Linked DNA regions of Mus musculus: region 1 is linked to region 2. The links are chromatin contacts, called in public HiChIP or PLAC-seq maps. All regions are on one chromosome and are shown on one strand. The core of a region is the stretch at or near the end of the contact, and the rest is flanking DNA. Distances in the headings are between cores, read along the strand shown.

The links. HiChIP or PLAC-seq counts read pairs in DNA pulled down with a chosen protein or histone mark.
Region 1: an H3K4me3 HiChIP or PLAC-seq map of bone marrow-derived macrophages shows a contact between it and region 2, with 3 times the contacts expected there. The contact joins the enhancer-like site here to the promoter of Ldlrad3 in region 2. A contact is called at or near these places in 7 of 39 promoter capture datasets (the 3T3-L1 cell line, the C10 cell line, the HPC-7 cell line and 2 more), 6 of 484 Hi-C or Micro-C datasets (the C10 cell line, the HPC-7 cell line, bone marrow-derived macrophages and 3 more), 2 of 115 datasets of contacts at active chromatin or transcription factors (bone marrow-derived macrophages and embryonic stem cells) and 1 of 9 other capture datasets (embryonic stem cells).

Annotation. Positions count from the first base shown.
Region 1 is chr2:101,697,562-101,701,029 of GRCm38.p6, reverse strand. It overlaps Traf6 (TNF receptor-associated factor 6), which reads right to left. Exons shown (of 7, transcript NM_001303273.1): 7 at 1-3,468. Among named protein-coding and RNA genes, the nearest start is that of Traf6, 21 kb to the right of the region's middle. Within about 2 kb of position 1,544, at least 21 of the 459 cell types and tissues checked have an H3K27ac peak or open chromatin away from gene starts, as enhancers often do. A contact at or near this core is called in bone marrow-derived macrophages, where this site is marked.
Region 2 is chr2:102,185,046-102,188,506 of GRCm38.p6, reverse strand. Ldlrad3 (low density lipoprotein receptor class A domain containing 3) reads left to right here and starts at 2,047. Exons shown (of 6, transcript NM_178886.3): 1 at 2,047-2,227. The coding sequence starts at 2,182.

The DNA.
Region 1 (3,468 bases), core at 295-2,794, 490 kb after region 2:
GGACAGGAAAAGGAGTTCCTCTCCACATTCCACAATGTGAAAAACTACAACTCTTTTCTTTTCTTATTTATTTATTTATTTATTGGGGCGGGGCTGAGCAATTTAAAACATCAAAGACACAGAGGACCCACAGAGAAATAACTAGCTTAGTCCTTTTTGAGTGACTTCAACGCTTGTGACCGAGAGTGTCCCAAGTTCAGGTTGATCACATCTGGTTTCATTTTTCTGGATTCTGGGAATTGGGAAGCATCCATCCATTTCCCAGACAATCACATCAACTTTGAAACAAATGACAGTTACCCTGAGAATGCCGACATTTAAAGAGTATTTCAACAGACAATCAAACGACGCTTGACCGTGCCCTGTTCACTCCCTCAAGGCAGCCAGCAAACTAATCACCAAACACCCCATAAAAAACTGTAACAATGGCGAGAATTTGAGTCAAGTCAAGAAAAGATGTGTGTTAACGACAGAAAAAGAGAGAAAAGCACTTCAAAGTCTTAAGTAAGAATCACCTCGATAGTTAAAGTTAAAACGTTTTCCAGTCACATGCGAAAGAAGGAAACTCCAGGTAAAGCAGAAACAAGCAACCTCTCCTTAAGGAGAAGATATTCTAATTGTGCACATAATTTACATTGGTCAGACTTTGTTTGATATTGGTACAAATTCAACTTTATACTGGTCACAAAATTTACTTGTTGGAGATCATCCAACACCTGTCAGTTGATCTTCCGAGGGTGAGAGGACACCTTTTGTACTTTAATGCACTTTTCTCCTCTTCATTCTCCAGAAGAAAGCAGAATGGCTAGAGATGGTAACAGCCAAAGGACTGTAACCAACTTCCAAACTAGAACTGCCGTCTGGCCTGATTTCTAAGAGGGAAATATATGACTTGGGGAAAAATCTTCAATAGTAAGGTAGGCATTTTTCTAAGAAGAAACAACTTTAAATTCAGCAGTGTTCTAGATTGGTAAGGAAAGATGGCCAATGCACTCTGGACTATACGGATTCTTATAGGCCCATTGGTACAAAGAGAATGTTCAGAAAGTGGTGAAGTAAAGAAAGCGGCTTTCTAGGCTAAGACTTGATCCTGAGTTGACCTTACTAAGTGTTGACCTTGAATGTCAGCTTGATTAGTTTTACTCTGCATTCGTGGCAATTGAGTAACATAAAGTAACTGGTTGGCTTATTACAAACACCAAATGCTGCAAGTTCTAAAACTACCTGAGGTGTATTCTAGCGGATGGACATTACACTGCAGTGAACCATCCGTGTTAGCAGTTAGGGGCAGTCACACCTCTACGGGGAAAGCCTTTTAGTGAGTATTGTGGCTCAGCACTGGGCTTCTCAATGCGGATACTAGAAACACCTAGTCCAACTTGCCCTATAGGGAGGACAATTTAAAGCTGGGAACAGTTTAACTTATGCAAAAAAACTTTAAAAGATGTTAGAGTTTTTTTTAAAAAAAGTCAAAACCACGGCAGGAAACGACTGCTCTTCCTAATACAGATATTTTAAAAAGAGAAATCTGATGAGGAAGTTCTTAAATGTCATTTCCTTTTTCAAAAAACGGAGAGGGGGTTGGGGAGTTCATATTTTTGTGGTGACATATAACATAAAAAAATTAAGAAAGGCATATAGAAAATAAGTCTTCAAATAGTTGAGTAATCTTCTTCAGGCAATTTCTAAATAAATATAGACACAGCTACTGCTTGCTTTAAAGAAACAACAAACAAGCCCACATTTATTACTCCACTGGGAAACAACTACAGTATAAGACCATGCAGTGCTCCTTAGGCAGAAGTTGCTACAAGCAGCTCAGGGCTGCTGGAGGCACAGCTAAGGGACACACATTTCCTGGATCCAACAGAAGAGACCTGTGATGAGCTTGTGATAATGGTAGGGGACAAGGTCTTCCCCTCACCTTTATAGGGGAAGGATGGAAGCAGGGGAAAATGAAGAGGTCAAAGTGGCCCTGGCTGGCTACAGCTGAGAAACAGACTCCTTGGTGGAGGCTCTGAGCGTTCTCTGGGAACAGGGCAGGTCAGAGCACTGCTCGGGTCTCTGATTCAGCTGAAGGCACGGATGCCTTTCTTACCACCAGAACACATAGCTGATCTTGTGTAAACAGCAGGAGAGGATCCCCTCTGCTTCCTTACAAAGGCTCTAACTAGTCGTAGGGCTCCCTGAGAACTAGACTCCAAAGTACTGTATATGTACAGGACATTAACAAATACACAGCAGCACGACAGTCACCTCTCCACATTAGGGTCACAGATCAGAACCTCTACTGAGCTGGACAAAGCCACCACTCAAGCTGAGTGTCCACACAACCGTGATAGCCAACCTTGGTTTAGGCATCTCTCAGGTACCTACAATTTCCCAAGTTCCAATAAATTCTGTTTTGAGGAAATCAATTTATTTATTTATTTGTTTGTTTAATTTTATGTGCACTGGTGTTTTGCCTGCATGAGTGTCTGTATGAGGGTGTCAGATGCCCTGGAACTGGAGTTACAGACTGGGGATCCTCTGGAAGAGCAGCCAAGGCTCTTAACCACTGAGCCAATTCTCCAACCCCTTGAGAAAAATCAATTTTATTTCAATTAACCTTATAAGCTAAATCAAAAGCTAGTTAAGAGGGGCTGAAGTTTCCTGGCTGTAAGAGTTGCTGTCATCATCCACGAGATGCCATTTAATGGCTAGTGAGCTAAATCACTCGTTTGGGCTGGTGATTTTGTGTTTGCAAGCAACAGAAGATATGCAACCGGCTGTGGAAACCAAGCTGCACGGGACAGACAAGAAAGGTTCCATGGCAGTAACACTCAGCAGTTGGCAAGCACATGACCGCGGTCTTACAGACTGGGAAGAGGCCGCCTGGAGCATATTTCAAAACAGGAAAGTAGTGGGGGATGCTTGGTGTTCAGTGGACAATACATTCACACTAAGTAAGGGTTAAACCAGTCCCTGGATCCTTAGTGAACTATAGAGGAGGGAGTACTTGAGAACTTAAGCCTTCCAGGGATCATGGTTCAAAGCCTCTGAAATTCACAGGAGTCAACTAAATGAGAACTCAACACCAGAGCGGTAACTTCTCTACTGGCACCAGCACAGGCAGTGGTGATTTTCATGTTTAATATAGTAATCAGTGTCCTAAAAACCCCTCAAGTTTTTAAGGCACCGGTCTTATTAAACGATTGAGCTGCAGCACGCTAAGTCTGGCCTTTTTTACAGTAAAGTACACGGACAAAATAGCCCATGGAAGCACAGTGAAGGGGTACCCTGACAGACAGATGAGCCACAGGCCCTTCAAATGTTGACGTTTTGAAGATACAGGGGACATGTAGGTTCCCATGGGAACTGCCTCAGGTATTTGTTAACAGTAAGAAGTGGCTCGTGACCTCACTGATGACATCTGCTGCTAGGCCTTACACCTCTCCCACTGCTTGTTTGAACATTGTTTACTGGGGC
Region 2 (3,461 bases), core at 798-3,297:
GACAAAACTGTGCAAGGGGTTATTCTCTTGATAAACTGCAGGTTACTGCCCCTACTCCTGTACTTGTTCTTTGGTTTCAGGACTGGCCACAGGTGTGAGAAATTACATTGTTAAGGGGACATACAACTTCATTCAAGGAGCAATATAAAATAAATAACAAATTTCGAGTCATACAAAGGGAAGGGTAAGGGGCTGGGGTGGAGAGATGGCTCATCAGATAAGAGCACTGACTGCTCTTTCAGAGGTCCTGAGATCAGTTCCCAGCAACCACATGTGGCTCCCTATCATCTGTAATGGGATCTGATGCCCTCTTCTGGTGTGTCTGAAGATATATATATACATATATACATATATATACATACACGCACATATATAGATATAATACAATATATATACACATGTATGTATGTATATATATATATATAAATATATAATTTTTTAAAAAGTGGAAGGTAAAATTTCTATCATTTTGGATAGTGCAAAATATTTGTTAACAGACATAAGACAATTTCTCTCCTGAAATCCTATGACTACATTAAATGTGAATTACAAGAAGTCATTTCCCAGCAGTGTTAGCTTGACAATTTAAACACATGTGTTTTCTCACTCTCTCTCCACACACACATGCACACACACTCTCTCTCTCTCTCACAATACACACATGCTTACACACATTCTCTCACACACACATACTTACACACACACTCACACACATACACTCGCACACCACACTACGCTCACATACCCACATGCATGCACCACACACACACACACACACACACACACTCAGCAACAGCTAAAGAATGACTTTAATTTCCAGCAGGGAAAACTCTCAGGCTCAGTGGCTTTGGGGAGTGGGAGCTGCAACCCAGAAATCTTTTCCTGGGAGTAGAATTGTATTAAACGCTGAAATTAACTTTTGTTTATTGAGCATTTCCATGATCATAGCTCAGATCCAGTGGCCACATCATCTTTGAAGCTGCAGATAAGTTCTGTGTCTTATGGTCTTCTGAACTGGGCTTGTTCACGGTGGTAAGTAACGATGTGTGGCTGTTGAGAATGTTTTCCCTTCCTTCCTTCCTTTCTTTTCTTTTTTTTTTTTTCTTTTTTTTGAGCCTCAGAGACTTCATTTGTGTCACAGAAACATTACTGTCTGTCTTCAGAGGTTGTTGTAAAGGTAAAGTGTGACCATGAGAGTGCCATGCCTGAAGCAGACTAGTGCCATCCTCCTGCAGCTTTCTGGAGGATGCTAAGTGAGATTCAGCTGTTCTGGTCAGTGTTTGCTGTAATGCCATGAATAGTAATGTTATCGCCTTGTAACAAAAGACTTTTTGGTGAAAGCAATAACCCAGTGAATGCACTCAGTCTTTTGGTTAGTAACCTAGATGCAGCTTAGAGGAGCACATGGACTTAAGGCAATCATGGCTTCCTCTGGGGCTGGGGGCTCATTTGAAGGTCTAACCAGAGAAGGTCAATTGCTCTCAACTGCTAAGTCATTTCCTCAGCTCCATGATAATAGGCTTTCCTTAAAAAACAGTGTATAATGCCCAAACAATGGAAAATGCATAAAGTTTTGGGGATTTAAAACTCTCCTCAGTGTTCTTAGATCTCAGGATGAAATGTCTTCTCTGCTCCTCCAGTGGCTCCAGGAACTACCATCCTGAGAATCACCCCCCCCAGTTTATTAGAAATGCAGACCTGTTGAGTGGAAGTGAGCTTTATAACGGGGTCGCCAAGCCTGCCTGATACATTTTGGAGTTTGAGAAGCAACGGTCGTATTTCACTGTCAACAATGAAAAAAAGTTTTCTCCTAAGAACCGGTTCTTCAAACTTTTTTCTTCCATCTAGGCTCTGGGGAGATGGTGACTCTCTCATCCCCGCAGGATGCAGGAAGAAAGGGAAACCGGCCGAGAGAAGAGCCGGGGCAGTTAAGAATTCCTCGCAATTTGACCCCTGAGGCAGCAAAAACTGGATCCGCCGGACCTTTGTAACCTGGACCGTGGAGGAGAGCTCAGGCGGCCACATTCAACTGTGAGCGTGCAGAACTTGGCTGAGCTCTCTGGCCTGGGAGGGCGGGGGCGTGGCTGGGCCGGCGAGAGGGCGTGGCCGGCGCCGAGAGGCGGGGTCTGACCGAGGCCGCGGGGCAGCAACGTCGCTGGGCAGCGGAGCGGCGGCCGCGCCATGTGGCTGCTGGGGCCGCTGTGCCTGCTGCTGAGCAGCACTGCGGGTGAGTGGGGGGCGCGTGACGCGCTTCACCGAGCGCCGGGCGCGGGGGCTGCCTCGATCGTCCCTGCTCCGCGCGCGGGCCTGGGCTGCGGGCGTGGGTGTGCGCGAAGGGCGGACCTCGGCGCCGGGCTGGCCGGGACCCCGCGAGGGGCCGCGGCGGGGCGCGCGCCGCGCTATTGTGTGGGCCGGCGCACCGGGTGCTGTTGTCGTGTGTGTGCGCGGGCGGAGCTTTGTGCGGCGCCGGCTCCCTAGAGCCGGGCGGCCGCCCGGATTGGGCGTAGTTCGAGTGTGGCTCTGTGTGCTGGGAACCGAGGAGGGAAAGGAGAGGACTCCACTCTTGATTTCGGGTCTTCCCGGATTCCCTCAGCCTTTAACATACACTTTTCTGCCTCAGTTTCCCATCTACGCTCTCCCCGCATCTGCATCCCAGCTTCCTTTCTCTTCTTCCCTGGACCGTGTCTGGTTTGGGAATAGCGAGATGCAGTAGGGAATGGACATGGAAATCATTCGTTCATCCTGGGAGCAGATCTTTTACTTCTGTCGTCTGTCGAAGATGCCTTAACCTTCAGGGAGCAGGGAAGGAAAAGAGGACCGGGGCTTCCTCTAACGGCCGTTGGTCCCTGCATCTCAGAGCGCGTGCATCCTGAGACCCGCAGGGTCCCTCCCAGACAGAGTGCTGTTCCCAGGAACTTTTCTGCTGATGTGGGCACGCTCCGAATTCCAGCTTGGAGCCCTTCCCCTCTGCCTCTGCCCGCTGGCCACAGCTGTCAGCAGCCCCTCCACAGCTCTGCCCGCCCTTGGCCCCTGATGCTTATTTCTGGGCAGCTGATGCTCACAGAACTTTCTTTACTGAAGATTTCATGCTCTGTGGCCGTATCATTCACACGTCTAATTTATGTCGGATTTTTCCAAATACTTCCAGAAAACTTGGCTGCTGCGTTGTGTTTGTTGTGAGGGAAGTCAAAACCTTTCTGAGCTACCCCTTGCAGATGTCCAGCAACCCTCCCTTCCTAGAAGTTGCAAGTCCTGTGCATCCTCTCAAATGACTGGCCAGCGGGACCTCCCCCTCCCCCATCATCCCCACTCCTCTGAGACTCCATTTAAATGTCTTGTGGGCTTGCTCAGTTTCCAGTGAGGGGTTAGGCTCCTGTGGCTGCTGTAGGTTTTTTTTAAAACCAAGACTGAGGGTTTGTGTTCTGTTTGTCTGGAGTTATGGGGATTGGGGGGAGGGGGTT